Linked DNA regions of Mus musculus: region 1 is linked to region 2. The links are chromatin contacts, called in public promoter capture Hi-C maps. All regions are on one chromosome and are shown on one strand. Each heading gives the region's core, a stretch centred on a gene start, on an enhancer-like site or on the middle of the called end of the contact. The rest is flanking DNA. Distances are from core to core; before and after follow the strand shown.

Region 1 (7,017 bases), core at 1,086-3,585, 35 kb before region 2:
CTAAACCAAGTAGGCAGCCTTCTGAGGTCTGTTCTGAGGAGCAGCCCTCGAGAATGGGAAGGCTGCATCTTCCACCAAATTCAGCCAGAGCAGGACCCAGAAACTTCCTCCATCCAGCTGGGGTCCTGAGCTGGGTTGCTGGTCACACTCAGGATTACACAATCAATCCAAAGCCAGGGAGTGTGTGTATTTGGTCAAGACTGATGCCAGGCCGGGCTTAGTGGCGCATGCCTTTAATCCCAGCACTTGGGAGGCAGAGACAGGCGGATTTCTGTGTTCGAGGCCAGCCTGGTCTATAAAGTGAGTTCCAGGACAGCCAGGGCTACACAGAGAAACCCTGTCTTGAAAAACCAAAAAAAGAAAAAAAGAAAAGAAAAGAAAAAAGAAAAAAAAGACTGATGCCAGTTGTGTGTCCTTAGGCTTCTTTCTATTTTCCTAGTGATCACAGCTATAGGGAGAGGCCCTTCCGGACCCTACAGTCTGACAAGACAGTTGCCAAGATTCCAGCTTTTTGAGTGTGGGCCAGACTCTGGAGGTTGAACAGGCTCATGTAGGTTGAAAGAAATTCTGAAGTGGAGCTCACAGGCCTGTGCTCTGCCCCTGCCCTGACCCAGGTCCACAAGCAGGCCCGAGAGAGGTTAGAGACATGGTTCAGGCTAAGAGCAATGACTGCTCTTATGAAGACCCCAGATTTGATTCACAGCATCCACATGGTGGTCAAGAACTGTAACTCCAGCCGGGCGTGGTAGCGCACGCCTTTGATCCTAGCACTCAGGAGGCAGAGGCAGGTAGATTTCTGAGTTCGAGGCCAGCCTGGTCTACAGAGTCAGTTCCAGGACAGCCAGAGCTATACAGAGAAACCCTGTGAACTGTAACTCCAGCTCCAGGAGATCTAACACGCTCTCTGGCCTCACACACATCAAGTAAACATGTAAGGAAATAATAAGGAAGCCTCAAGGCCAGAGCAGCCTCTTCTGCACCCAGGAGATCCACATCGAGAAGGTATACGAAGTAGGGAAGCAGTAACAGTGTTGGAGTTGGGGAGCCCGATCTCCCCAAGATCCTTCTGCCTCAGTCTCCTTAGCACTGAGGTGACAGGCATGAGCCACCACACACTGACTTAAAGGGGTGCAACACATGAAGCCCAGCACTCAAGAGGCAGAGGCCAGAGGATCTCTGTCAGCCTGATCTACATACAGTGAGTTCCAGATCAGCCAGAGCTACATAGTGAGACCCTGTCTCAGAAACCAACCAACCAACCAACCAACCACAAACAAACAACCCTAACAACAATAACAACAACAACAAATTCTGTTCTAGGACTCAAGAAATGGCTCAGGGGTGAAGAACACACCCATGGAACTCAGAACTGTCTGACACCTTCTTCTGGCCCCAGTTGGCACTAGATACGTATGTGCTACACATGAACATACAGAAATGTTCATAAAATAAAAACATCATTAAGAAGAGGAGAAAAGTGGAGGAGGTTTATCCCACCACCCAAGGCTTGGTCCAGGCTGCTAGGTCGCCTGGGGCACCATCTTTCTCTGTGTGGCATCCTCCAGTCGTAAGCATTTTAAGCAAGGTCTATGACATTTTGAGTTTGGGGAACCCAGGCAAAGTTCAAGTGGATTTTCTGTGCCAGGATGGCCACTGGTCTTTCTACTAGCCCAGGGAAGAGCCAGCAATAAGGGGAGCAGGGCCTCAACATTCCTTCTGAAACCCAGACTCTCAGACTGATACCCAGGAGCTCGCAGGCAAAAGGATAAGAGGGCTGTGGGACTTGGGAGGGGCGCAGAATCAGGCCCTCAGTGCGCTAGTGTGGCTGCCCCTGACTTCCCCCATTGACTGGTGATATGAAGCAGCTTGAGAGATCCAGGCTGTGATGATTGTTCTTTTGTAACACCCGCCCCCCCAACCCATTGACCCCGTGCTAAAACCAGAATCATATATTTACGAGGGTGACAAGCTGCACTGCCCCTGCCCCTTCCCCTACCGAGGTTGGGTAGGATTCACAAACCACCATTTCTGGCGGTCCCTTTCTGTTCCTTAGAACTTAGGCCAGGCTGAAAAATAGTGTGCATGAAGTTTTCACTTGAGCTGCTATGTGCATGTCTGCAGGGTAGGAACAAGAGTCCAACTCTTTCGTCACTGTCTGCCTCACAGTTCCGGGTCATTTCCTGGAAGGAGGAGGACCCTCCAAACTACAGGCAGCCTACACATGGTTTGAGAGCCTTTTCCTTACCCATGCTGCTGGCTGGCTGACACTCGGGTCCTGCAGGATTTGCCAGGAATGAGCAGAGGCTCAGCAGAGACCAGTGCTGGTATTAAGTGCAGACTGCACAGGTAAGGGGCAAAAGGAGGGAATTTATGCATCTAATTGGGGGAGAGGTGGAGCAAGGGGAGGGACCTGGCTGCCTTCCAGGGTAAACTATAAAGGGCAGCTAACCAGGAAGCTGTCAAGTGGCCTGGCTGTTCAAATTACAGGGTGTGTGTGTGCACACACGCACACTTGTGCACAGGTGTGCACATATGTACGTGTATATACACATGCAAAAAACATCTGAGCCATTAGTGGGTACTTTGGTCTGTATTAAGTTTGTGTGCCTGTGTAGCCTTCTCCTGTGGGTTCCTATCCATGTGCCTTTATGTTTGTGTATGCACAGGTGTGAATTTGTATGTGCTTCCGCCTGGACGTGTATATGCCTGTGTGTGCCCATGTGAGCAGGAACCGTGTGAGAGGAGTGTTTATATGTATGCATTCACATGTTCCTGTGACTTCAAATGCTCGTTTATGTGTCTGGCCATGCCCATGGACATTTCAGGGTACCCACGGTTGAGGACCTGTTTGTTCCCACTGCTGCATCGAAAGCCAGCTTTCTCTGATGATTGTCCTCTTCTTCTAGACATTCATGCTCCAAAAAACAGTTCTGATCACCCAGACCCCTCCCCCAGGCCTTTCCACAGCAGCTGCCCACAGAGCCAAGGCTGAGGGGTGAGCCTAGGTCCCACTTTCCCCAGAACCACTATGAGCCTTGAGCTTTGAAGTGGGAGAAAGCCTAGTGTTTGCTATTACTGCCAATTTCCCTCAGAAACCCCAGGAGGTGAAAGTGAACTAACTCCCCCTCACCACAGAGTCTGCTGCCCTGAGGGGCTGGATGCAGGGTCAGAGAGGAAATCAACAGATGCTACTGTCCCCAATTGGGTGGCGACAGAAAATGTTCAGGGGCACTCCTTGTCTTGGGGTGGGTCCTCTAGCTTGAAGAGTAAGTGTCTGCTCAGGTTGTTAAGCCTGTGGCTGTAATATACATCAGTAAATCATTGCTTGCTGAAGAACTCTTTCTTTTTTTCAGTAATTTATTTATTTTTATTCACTTTGCATCCGGATTGAAGCCCCCCTCCCCCTCCTCTCCACCCAGTCCTGCCCTTATAAATCCCTCCCCCTGTTACTCCCTCCCCTTCTCCGAGGAGAAGGGGAAGCCTCCCCACAACCTTGGGTCACCCCATCCTGGGACATCTAGTCCCAACAGGATTAGACATATCCTCTCTCACTGAGGCCCATTAACAGGGCTCCTCAAAGCTAGGCTGAGGCCTGATCCTGTTAACCCCGTGCAGGGCTGCCCTTCACCTAGGAAAGTGTGGGTTTGAAGGGCTCAGCAGGAGGACTATGTAACCCTCTCTCCCATGGAGCCCGGGCTGCCACTGTCCTCAGTGTGAGGTGCTTGCCCAGGGAAGGCTCCTGTCCACACACTTCAGGGAATCCAACTGTCGGTAGACACTACTTTCATCTTAGATAAAAGCTCTGAAGTGAGCACACCTTTAATCCCAGCACTCAGGAGGCAGAGGCAGGTGGATTTCTGATTTCGAGGCCAGCCTGGTCTACAGAGTGAGTTCCAGGACAGCCAGGGCTATACAGAGAAACCCTGTCTCGAAAAAAAAAAAGCTCTGAAGTGAGGCTCTCATTGAATAGGGAAATGGGTAACATGGGCTCAAGATAACCACCAGAAGAAATCACTCTAGGTACAGTTATGATAGAGAGAAGGGCTATGGTGGCAGGGTTGGAGCTCACGTGACACATTTTAAGCCACCTTTTACTTCTAAAGGAAGAAGCTAGCCCAGCCTGAGAGGAGTTTCTCTGGATTAACTCACCGCATAGAGTATCAGATGTAAATGTATTTTGTGGAAGGGAAGAAAGGAAGGTGTGTGTTGCAGGGTGTGTGTGTGTGTGTGTGTGTGTGTGTGTGCGCGCGCAAAACAGGGCTCAGTGCACTGGTCACCTTCCTTCAGAAGTCTGTCAGAAAGGTCATTTCCCCAACATAAAGTTCCCCAGCCTAGGTGTGGTAGCACACTCCTGTAATCTCAACATGGAGTCAGAGGCCAGCCTGGTCTACACAGTAAATGCCAAGCTAGACTTTCTGTGGATTCAAGGCATCAGCTTCTAAACCTGGAGTTTACAAAAGTTCACTGAAAACGATGTAAGTGGGGGCTGGAGATACATTTAGCTCAGTGTTTAAGAGCATTTGCTGCTCTTGCAGATGACATAGGTTCAGTTCCCAGCACCCAACAATGGGTGGCTCACAAGCAATGCAAATTCCAGGAAATCTAATGCCCTCTTCTGGCCTCCATGGGCACATGGTGTATATCCATACCTTCAGTCATACACATACAGGTTAAATAAATAAATATATTTTTAAATGATTTAAGGGGGTAGACAAAATGAATCAAAAAAATGAATCTCTTGCCTTGCTGTGGTATCTTCTTCACTGTCCACCATCAGCCAGTCAACAAAGCTGGCCTAGTGTGTGCATCTGCCCTGAGGCTGCAAAGCTGACCTAGTGTGTGCAGCTGTCCTGGGGCTGCAAAACTGGCCTAGTGTGTGCACCTGCCCTGAGGCTGCAAAGCTGACCTAGTGTGTGTATCTGCTCTGAGGCTAAACTGGCCCAGTGTGTTCATCTGCCCTGAGGCTACTAAGTTGGCCTAGTGTGTGCATCTGCCCTGAGGCTGCTTCCTTACTTGCCCTCCTAAGTCAATAAATCCAAAGGACACACTTTGTCCTTGAATCTGTTTTGACAATGAGCTCATTCCTAGCCCTGCACTCTGACCTGACTGGTCTTGGCAGTTTCTCCATAGCACTCCTAACTTCTGTCTGCTGTTTTTCTCACTGACATCTTGCTTCAGAGCTAATGAAGCTGTTTTAGGGAGAAGTTGTCCCAATCCAGTCCAGGGAGAGAAGCCAGCTACCAACAGAATCACCCCAGGGCCTTGGGCTTCCACAGTGGGGCTGGAAGGACCTCTTCCCATTCCCAGCAGCAGCTGCTGCCGGTCCTTCTCAGGAGCCGAAGGGCTCACTCCCCAGTCTAGCATGCCCTTCTCCAGAAGCCAACCAGGCTGATGTGGTATTCACAGCGAGTGGTGGTAGCTAGGACATCCCCAAAGCTAACCTTGTGTGCTGCCAGCCATCCAGTACCCCACCACAGCAATGGGCTCGGAGGACCAGGGGGCGGAGCCTGCATTTGTTGCTGTTGTTTCTAAGCCCAGGCCATGGCAGCTATGGAGGAGACAGAGGATCTAGCGTCTGGTTAATATTGCTTGTGAACTTCGGCCCTGGGCTCTGAGAACAGAAGTGGAGGCCCTGACACGGGGCATGCCACAGGAGGTCAGGCTGCTACCTGGGCACCTTCTTACACTCACCTTCAGCCAGACTCCTTGGGCCCATTTAACAGGCTTTGAAATGGGCAAGATGGGAGGATGGTGAAAAAAAAATTAAAAAAAGAGAAGGGAGGGAGACACTAGAGCTGATGCTCAAAAATAACTTACAGTGAGAAGACAACAAACAAACAAACAAACAAACAAACAAAACTGTGCCTGGTGGTCAAGCCTGCAATTCTGTGTCACTGGAGGCTGCCATATAAGAATCATGAATTCAAAATCTCAGAGTCTGATGGCTGTTCTTGGCTGTCAACTTGACTACATCTGGAATTAACTAAAACCCAAAAATGGAGGAGCACACCTGTGAGGTGTTTGTTTTGGGGGGGCATAATTTGAAGCGGGAAGATCCACTTCTAATCCAGATCTTTGAGGCAGGAAGACCCAATGCTCATCTGGGCCAGGCTTTCTGCTGCATGCCTATGTCAGGCCAGGGAAGAAGGATGCTTTTGTCTCGTTGCCTGTTTTTTCTCAATTGGGTCCTAGGCTGAATAAAATGGAGAAGGCTGGCGGCAAGCCTCCAGCTCCCGAGTCTCCCTGAACACAGGTACACTGTGAGAAGGTGCTTCAAGGTCTGCCTCTTTGACTCCCTGCCGTGTTTCTTTTAAAGATTTATATGTATGAGTATTTGTCTGCAATTATTGTGCACCAGGTGCATGCCTAGTGCCCAAGGAAGCCAGAAGAGACTATTGGAGCCCTAGAACTGGAGTTACAGATGGCTGTGAACCACCATGTGGGTGCTGGGCGTGGAACCCAGGTCCTCTGCAAAAACAGTAAGTGCTTTTAACTGCTGTTATCTCCCCAGCCCCAACCCTCCCTTTTTGTTTTATGTCATTGGCTGCTTCTGCTTCTGCTTCTGCTTCTGCTTCTGCTTCTGCTTCTGCTTCTGCTTCTGCTTCTGCTTCTGCTTCTGCTTCTGCTTCTGCTTCTTCTTCTTCTTCTTCTTCTTCTTCTTCTTCTTCTTCTTCTTCTTCTTCTTCTTCTTCTTCTTCTTCTTCTTCTTCTTCTTCTTCTTCTTCTTCTTCCTTCTCCTCCTTCTCCTTCTTCCTTCTTCCTCCTTCTCTCCTTCTCCTTCTTCTCCTTCTTCTCCTTCTTCTCCTCCTTCTCCTCCTTCTCCTTCTCCTCCTTCTCCTCCTTCTCCTCCTTCTCCTTCTCCTTCTCCTTCTCCTTCTCCTTCTCCTTCTTCTTCTTCTTCTTCTTCGAGACAGGGTTCTTCTGTGTACTTCTGGTTGTCCTGGAACTCTCTCTGTACACCAGACTGGCCTTGAATCCAAAGATCCACCTGTCTCTGCCTCCCAATTGCTGGAACTA
Region 2 (7,347 bases), core at 2,687-5,186:
TTTTTTTGAGGCAAAGTCTCAAAAAAATTTTGGAATTTGCCAAATAGCCAAATAGGTTAAGGTTGTCTGGCTGGCTAGTGTACCCTAGGGAGATTGAACTTAGATTCTATGCTTGCATGGCACACATTTCATTGTCTGCACTATCTTCTCAGCTCCCTAACCCTTCTCAGAAATTTCCCTGAGATTGGAGAATTTACACAAGGTTACAGTGCGAGTTGGGGAGGTGGGAGAGTATATGGATTGTCTGAGAGTCATTGCAAGGGAGGTCCCATCCCTTGGTAGTTGATGCTTTTGTAATGTGCGGACATGGTACTCTGCTTAGCTAACCCTGAGGGTGAAGGCTTTGAAGCGGCAGGTGGATGAAGCAGAAGAGGAAATTGAGCGGCTGGACAGCCTGAGGAAGAAGGCACAGCGGGAACTGGAGGAACAGCATGAGGTCAATGAACAGCTCCAAGCCCGGATCAAATCCTTGGAAAAGGATGCCTGGTATGATATGGCAGCCCTTCTGTACCCCCTTCTGCACCGCGCTCTTGGGGAGTAGGGAGTGGTCCCTCCCAAGCTGGGGAAATATGTAGTACCTTATCCTGCCTAGAAGTCAGTATGGTTAGTTCTTAGTATCTTAGCCTCTGTCCTTCACTTTATCTTCCTAGGTCCCTGACTAGCAGGAGACCATGTGAGTAGTATTAGGTCTTAGAAGAATGACTTCTTTAGTACGAAAGTGTGATTGTCTCAGTCTGTTCCTTTTCTCTCTGACTCAGGCGGAAAGCTTCCCGCTCAGCTGCTGAGTCAGCCCTCAAACAAGAGGGGCTGAGCTCTGATGAGGAGTTTGACAACGTCTACGACCCCTCATCCATTGCATCACTGCTTACTGAGAGCAACCTGCAGACTAGCTCATGTTAGCTCAGGCTCTGCTCAGGACCACAAACGGGCTTGTGGTCAAGCCTATCCCAGCCAGCCCTGCTCTGCTCTGCTCTGTCTTGCCTGCTTCGGAGTCTTTTTTTTTTTTTTTTTTTTTTCTACAAGTGATCCAATTCAGACTTAAGACTGGTACGGGTCAGAGTGATGGTGATAAACATTGGCAATGAGCGGATGGGTGCACTTGTTCTTTTCACTGGAGGAGTGGGTGTTTAGTCCTGCTGAGTCAGTCCTTCCTATAGGACCTCTCCATCATCCCTTACAGTGGGACTAATGGTCAGAATATACACTGACTGGAACTGTGAAGGACAGGAAGGGATGGATATTGCCATGTATGTAAAGCTTTATTTCTTTAATATTTAACCATATGGCTCAGGGAAATACCCAATGTTGTTCTGCTCCCTGGATCCCCACAACTGTTTTCCCTCCCACTCTGGAGCAGGGAGGGAACATTATGGGTAATGGACATGCAGGCGTGGCGCTACCCACTTCTCAGATACTTCTTTTTGCACAGTCATTGGTCCTAGCATCTCTTCAGTTGCAATATTTTTGTTTTCCCCCAGTCACTGGGTCCAGGAGATCGTGTGTCTTTCTTTTCCATCCCTGCCTTGCTGCTTTACTCTCAGTGCCTTACCAGTGTGAGATGGATGAGGATGCTATTCTTGCCTTTTATAAACCTGCACATTCATACCTCTCCAAAGACCAGCCTTTCCTCATTGGGGGCCCTCAGCCTGTCCTCCTACCCCAGTGACTGAGCAGCTACAGGCTGCTCTGCCAAGCAGCCCCTGGGAGAAGGGCTTTGAAAGGCCTGGTAAGGTGGTGGGGACTGGTTCTGCCCAGGGTTTCCATCTTCCTTGCCCTCTGTGACTGAGGATGCTACCATAAGGTGGTTGTACCTGGGAACCATGGCAACTGTTGATACAGGTTCTAAAGTTCAAACATCTAGTCCCTGTGGCCTCCTTATGGCTTCTCGGATGTGCCCAGCTTCTGTGGGAACCAACAGATCCTTGCTTTTCTCAAGAAGTGGGCCCTGTTTCAGAGCCTCGCCTGGGGTTGGAAGCTGACTCTCAGTAGAGATGGGAAGGGGTCATGGAGAATATATTCCTCCTTTGAGTTTTGGGGCATGCCAAGCTCTTGTGGGTGAAGGTAATGGGGATGGTTTGCCTCTTATCTCCAAAGTAAGTTCTGGTCTCATCAATGACTTCTATATCATGATTTAAAAGAAGATATTCTGCAGATCAGATATTTTCTCCCAATCCAGCCTTGGTTTAATTTTAAATTAAATATTAAAAATGGCATATCTATATGAAATTCTTGTCTTCATTTTTCTGGTTAATTTGAAGGCCTACTCCAAAAGTTTTTTTTTCTTTTCTCTCTTTTTTTTAACGTGTGTGTGTGTGTGTGTGTGTGTGTGTGTGTGTGTGTACACATGTGAATACTACATTTGTAGAGGTCAGAAAACAACTTTTGAGATAGAACATCTTTTCTCATTTTCCACAGTGTGAATCCTGGGATTGAACACAAGTGGTCAGGAGGCTTGGCCACAGGCACCTTTCCCTGCCAAGTAGATCCTATTCCAAGAGTCCTTGAAACTGTACATTAAAATGAGGCTTTAGCTCATTTTTTAGAGGTCTCTTGTGGCTGATCAGGCATCTAGGAAACAGACTACTTGTAGTAGAACCATCCTGTCCTAAGAAGCTCTGGGAATAGCTTATACAGAGTGCTGTATGAGTTACTTGTCTGCTGCTGTAATAGAAAACAACAGTCAAGACAGGTTAAATAAAGAGGTGTGTATTTGAGCCTACAGTTCCAGAGGGGTAAGAGGTCATCGCCATCATGGTAGAAAGGTGATAGCTGAGATCTCAAACCACAAGCAGGAAGCAGAGAGCAAAGTAGGAATGGTGGGAGTCTTTGAACTCTCAAAGCCTGCCCCAGTGACTTGGTTGTCCAGCGAAACTACATTTCCGCAATCCCCCAATTAGTACCTCCAACTGGAAACCAGGTATTCAAATGACCGAGCCTGGTGGGGGGGGGGGGGGCTTTCCCAGTCAAAGAACCACAAATGCCTTTTTTGAGGATAGAGAAAGGACCAGAATTGAGTTTTTCTCCTATTCTGGTCACTGATGTCCCTAGTGATTATCTTCCAGGTATAGACAGAGCTTTGTATCCATTCATCACTGGCAAGTGACTCAGAGTCCAGTCTAGTCCCCGCCCACCTCGTTTCCCCACACCCACCCTAACACTTTAAGGACCTAGATGTTCACCAAAACGAATTGCTACCTCTAGTGGTACTGCCTATTCAATCGGATTAGACCTTACACACCGCGCCTGCTGTCCCTGTGACCATCACACAGTGAGATAGCCTTCTACCAGAGGTCAGCCCTCAAGATCCCAGCCTAAGCTTGGGAAGCAACTGCCTTTGGTGCCACTAAGACTCTTTCTCTAGGGTGCAAATTCCTTTTAAGGTCATGTGTCCCGCCTCTCCCTACCATATAAGTCTAGTTTCTGCAAAGCAAGCCCCACCCAGAGCTTAGCTGGCTTTGACTTCGACCTGGGCTACTTGCCAGGAAAAAGCACCTGCCAGACTGGCTTAGACTAGTCCGAGTGAGCTGGTCTTTGGTGCCTGCCTTTCTACCTGTGTGGTAGAACTCTGAGGAAAGATGTACTCAGCTCTAAAAAGCCTACAGGCTGGCTTACATTTCAGGAAAGACCACAGAAGCTTGTGCAAGCCCCAACTCAGACGACCAGACCGATTCTTTCCCGCACCGAACCTGGAAAACTGAAAGGAAAAAGACCAATGAGATACCACAAGATACCTTGTCGTACCCTTAGTAAAATTCCTAAGCGGTCACCCGACCTTCACTCCCAAGCCTCACCTTTACGTAAATCGTCCATAGCACGGGTAGGCGAGTCCTGAAGCCTCTTGGCACCGCCCACCTCTCGCTTCCGCTCTACCTCATTGATAAATACCGCCCTGGGCGTGGCCCATCTTCAGCCCCGCCCCCGACGCGCCTATACTAGGGGGCGGTTCCGCGCGCGCACCCGCCTGCCGGCCTAGTTTCCCCGGGACCTCGGAGTTGAGGAAGCTCATACGACCTCCGCGTGAAGATGAACGGGACGCGGAACTGGTGTACCTTGGTGGACGTGCACCCGGAGAGCCAGACCGCGGTAGGTCGTCACCTTCACCCCGCCTTCCCACTCAGGCACAGTGGCTTTCCAGCTCCGCCGCTCGCGTGCCTCAGGCTCAGGTAGCCCATTTCACCTGACGCCGGGCTCAGTGCGGTCAGCCCCGCGTCGCTCCGTGGGCTTTTTCCTTTGCCCTGTGGCGGACTGTGGAGTGGGAAGCACAGGACGAAACACTGGCAGCTCCAGGGCTGGGGAGGTCCTGTCCTTGGCGCGGACACTGTAGCCCCGGCTCGGGCATGGGGCGCGTTACTCAGGCGTCTCGTGGGCAGCTAGATTGGGTCGTGGAAGACGCTCGAGGGACCGGATCCCTGCGCTGTTTCGGACGTTGCGCCGGCCCAGGTGGGTTACGCCTTTTCGCGTTTCCCGATGGCCTCAGAACCCCTTCAAAGACTTCTGTGATGGCGATCCTTTTACTAGGAAAGGGGGCAGAGGGTCGAATCCTAGGAGAGAGGGGAGAGCATGAGTGGGCGGGATAGGTCTCAGACAACTACGGAATTGGTACCAGATTCTACCTTTCGCCCAGAGGATTTATGGAGCTCTCCGCTCGACGGTCACCTCTTTTGGATTTCTCCTTTTTTTTTTTTTTTAAATCTTGCTTTTCTGGTCCCCAACCCCCTTTCAGCCAGCCAGTAGCTTCCTTGGTTTTGCTTTCATGTCCAGATGCCAAGTCCCTGTAGGGGAATAAGGGGATGCTGCGGAACTCCAGTGGAGAACTGAACCCACCTGGAGTGGGTTAGGGAGAGAGAGGGGGCATTCTCCAGTGCAATCCAGTCTGCCCTGCTCCCTTTATGCCCTCCTCACTCCCTCACTCCCTTTATGCCACCCTCAACTGACCACATATTTTTTTTTCTCTCCAGAGGGAAAGGCCTGTAATTTGATGCTGCATGTTTCTAGTCGTTGCTGGGGGATCCAAATACTCCATAGATCTGTGCTAATTAATTTATTTCCAAGTTGTTGTGGAGAATGAAATGAGAGCCAAAGTGATGGGGAGTTTGCGCCCCCACCCCCCCCATCTGATTCCTATGCGCCTGCCTGTCTCAGCATGTCCTTGAGGCAAAGCTAACCCAGCTACAGCTGGATTATGGCTCTTCAAAGAATTGTTGTAGAATGGGTGCTCATTTGAAGTTCAGAGTACAGCTGATCATTGAAGTCTGTTCACTGTCTCCTTCGACATTTTTGCCTAGAAATATGGAGGTTTCTTTCACATTACAAGTTTTGACATTGCCCAAAGCCCAGCCCACCCCCCAGCCTACCCCAGGTAAGAGAGGTTGACCAAATCAGATAAACAAAACCAAAGTCCAGCCAACAACTAGTCATATCCTATTGTCCCAGCCTCAAGTGCTCCATGCTCTTGGTGCTTTGGAATGGTTGAGTCAGGGAAAGAACATGGAATGAATAAAAGGGGTCATGGGCTTTAAAAAAAAAGAAAGAGGAAGAAGAATCATTTATTGTATTTTTATGCATACACTGTAGCTGTCCTCAAACACATCAGAAGAAGGCGTCAGATCCCATTACATATGGTTGTAAGCCACCATGTGTTTGCTGGGAATTGAACTCAGAACCTCTGGAAGAGCAGACAGTTCTCTTAACCACTGAGCCATCTCTCTAGACCCATGAGCTTCTTTTAGACGTAGAAAAAAGACCCACCTCATATAGAAGAAGGATCTTTAAAACCACAATCCTGGCAGTACAGAGAAGGATATGTCACCCGTTGCTGTCCCTTGATGCTTTTCTTTCTTGTTTGTTGGGACAGAAAGCAGAGGTAGAAAATAGCAATATGTCAGAGGGGAGACAGACTAGACTTGTGACTTATTTTATGGCTGGGCGGTGGTGGCGCACACCTTTAATCCCAGCACTTGGGAGGCAGAGGCAGGTGGATTTCTGAGTTTGAGGCCAGCCTGGTCTACAGAGTGAGTTCCAGGACAGCCAAGGCTACACAGAGAAACCATGTCTTGGGAAAAAAACAAAAGAGGGAGATAGAGAGACTTATTTTATTATAAAGCCAGGAGTGAAATAACCCTTGCCTGGTTTACTCTTGGAGACATTCCTGGGCTCATGAGGAAGGGCAGAGAGTAAACAATCAGTCAGTCAGGAGGCAGGCTTTGTCCTGGATTCTTCTCCTCTGAGCCAACCTGTAAATAAAATTTATGGCTCTGGACAGTCCCTGGGAACCTGTCATGTCGTCAGTCATGTACTCATACCATTGAGCATGCTCAGTGAGGGTGCAAAAGCTGTGAGCAAGGAAACGATTCAACTGATTTATGTGGTGCTGGGAGTTGAACCCAGGTCTTTGGCCACACCAGACAAGCATTTGTCTAACTGAGCTACATCCCCAACTCTATCTTTGTTTATTGGGAGTGCCTTTTTCTTCCGTAATCAGCTGTTTTTATTCCTGTTACTAAGAAACAAACAAAAACATAGTGGAAAAGCTGGGCATAGTGGTAAAAGCCTTTAATCCCAGAACTTGGAGGGCAGAAGTTGATGGATCTCTGTGAGTTTGAGGCTAGCCTGGTCTACATAGTAAATTTCGGGCCAGCCATGACTACATAGGAAGACTTTATTTCAAAACAAAAACCTTAGTGGAGGAGAAATAGCATTTAAAAAAAATAATAACTAACATGCCAGAGCGATGGCGAGGATAGTCTTTCTGACAAAAGCTTTGTGTCAGCTGTATGTATGTTTAATGGGATTAAAGGTGCAAACCACCTTATCTGGTTGTAAAGTGTATTTTAATGTCAAAAGTATTTGTTTAAAAGTGACATTGGTAAGTTATTGGCATATAAAGTACAAATAAATCTCAAACCCATTAGACAATCCTGTTACCTTCCTTTGGCTAAAGTAAACAGCAGAAAGTAACCTAGCTAGCTAAAGAGGAGTTTACTAGAAGGAAAAGATCAGGGCCTAGAAGTTAAAGGAAAGCTTCAATTAAAAGGTCCGAACCGAGGCAGTCCAGGACAGTAATGTGGATGATCCCTGCTTCTGGATGATTCTGGCCAGTTCAGGTCATTTTGCCATCCTTCTGAGATTCCAGGGAAAGGGGCCATTGTCCCCTGAGATTATCCTTAAGTAGGAATGGGCAGGGGTCCTTGATTGGCAGGGTTAGAAGATTGTCTAGTGAAGGATGACATGCTCCAGAGCAAAGCCAGATGTCACCAGTGGGGGACCGTGGAGGCAGTGTATAAAGGAGCACATGGCCACATGGAGTCTGCGTGGGTGACCTCTGCCTGCCTTCTCCTTCGCTCCCTC

Evidence for each region. Capture Hi-C pulls out chosen DNA fragments and counts their contacts.
Region 1: a promoter capture Hi-C map of pancreatic islet shows a contact between it and region 2. The contact joins the promoter of Selenbp2 here to the promoter of Tuft1 in region 2. A contact is called at or near these places in 1 of 15 datasets of contacts at CTCF or cohesin (the G1E-ER4 cell line), 5 of 115 datasets of contacts at active chromatin or transcription factors (embryonic stem cells, extraembryonic endoderm stem cells, intestinal crypt epithelium and 2 more) and 2 of 9 other capture datasets (embryonic stem cells and pancreatic islet).

What each region holds. Positions count from the first base shown.
Region 1 is chr3:94,688,891-94,695,907 of GRCm38.p6, reverse strand. It overlaps Selenbp2 (selenium binding protein 2), which reads right to left and starts at 2,335. Exons shown (of 12, transcript NM_019414.2): 1 at 2,246-2,335. The coding sequence starts at 2,249.
Region 2 is chr3:94,655,461-94,662,807 of GRCm38.p6, reverse strand. It overlaps Tuft1 (tuftelin 1), which reads left to right and starts at 3,936. Exons shown (of 13, transcript NM_011656.3): 1 at 3,936-4,083. The coding sequence starts at 4,024. It also overlaps the pseudogene BC021767.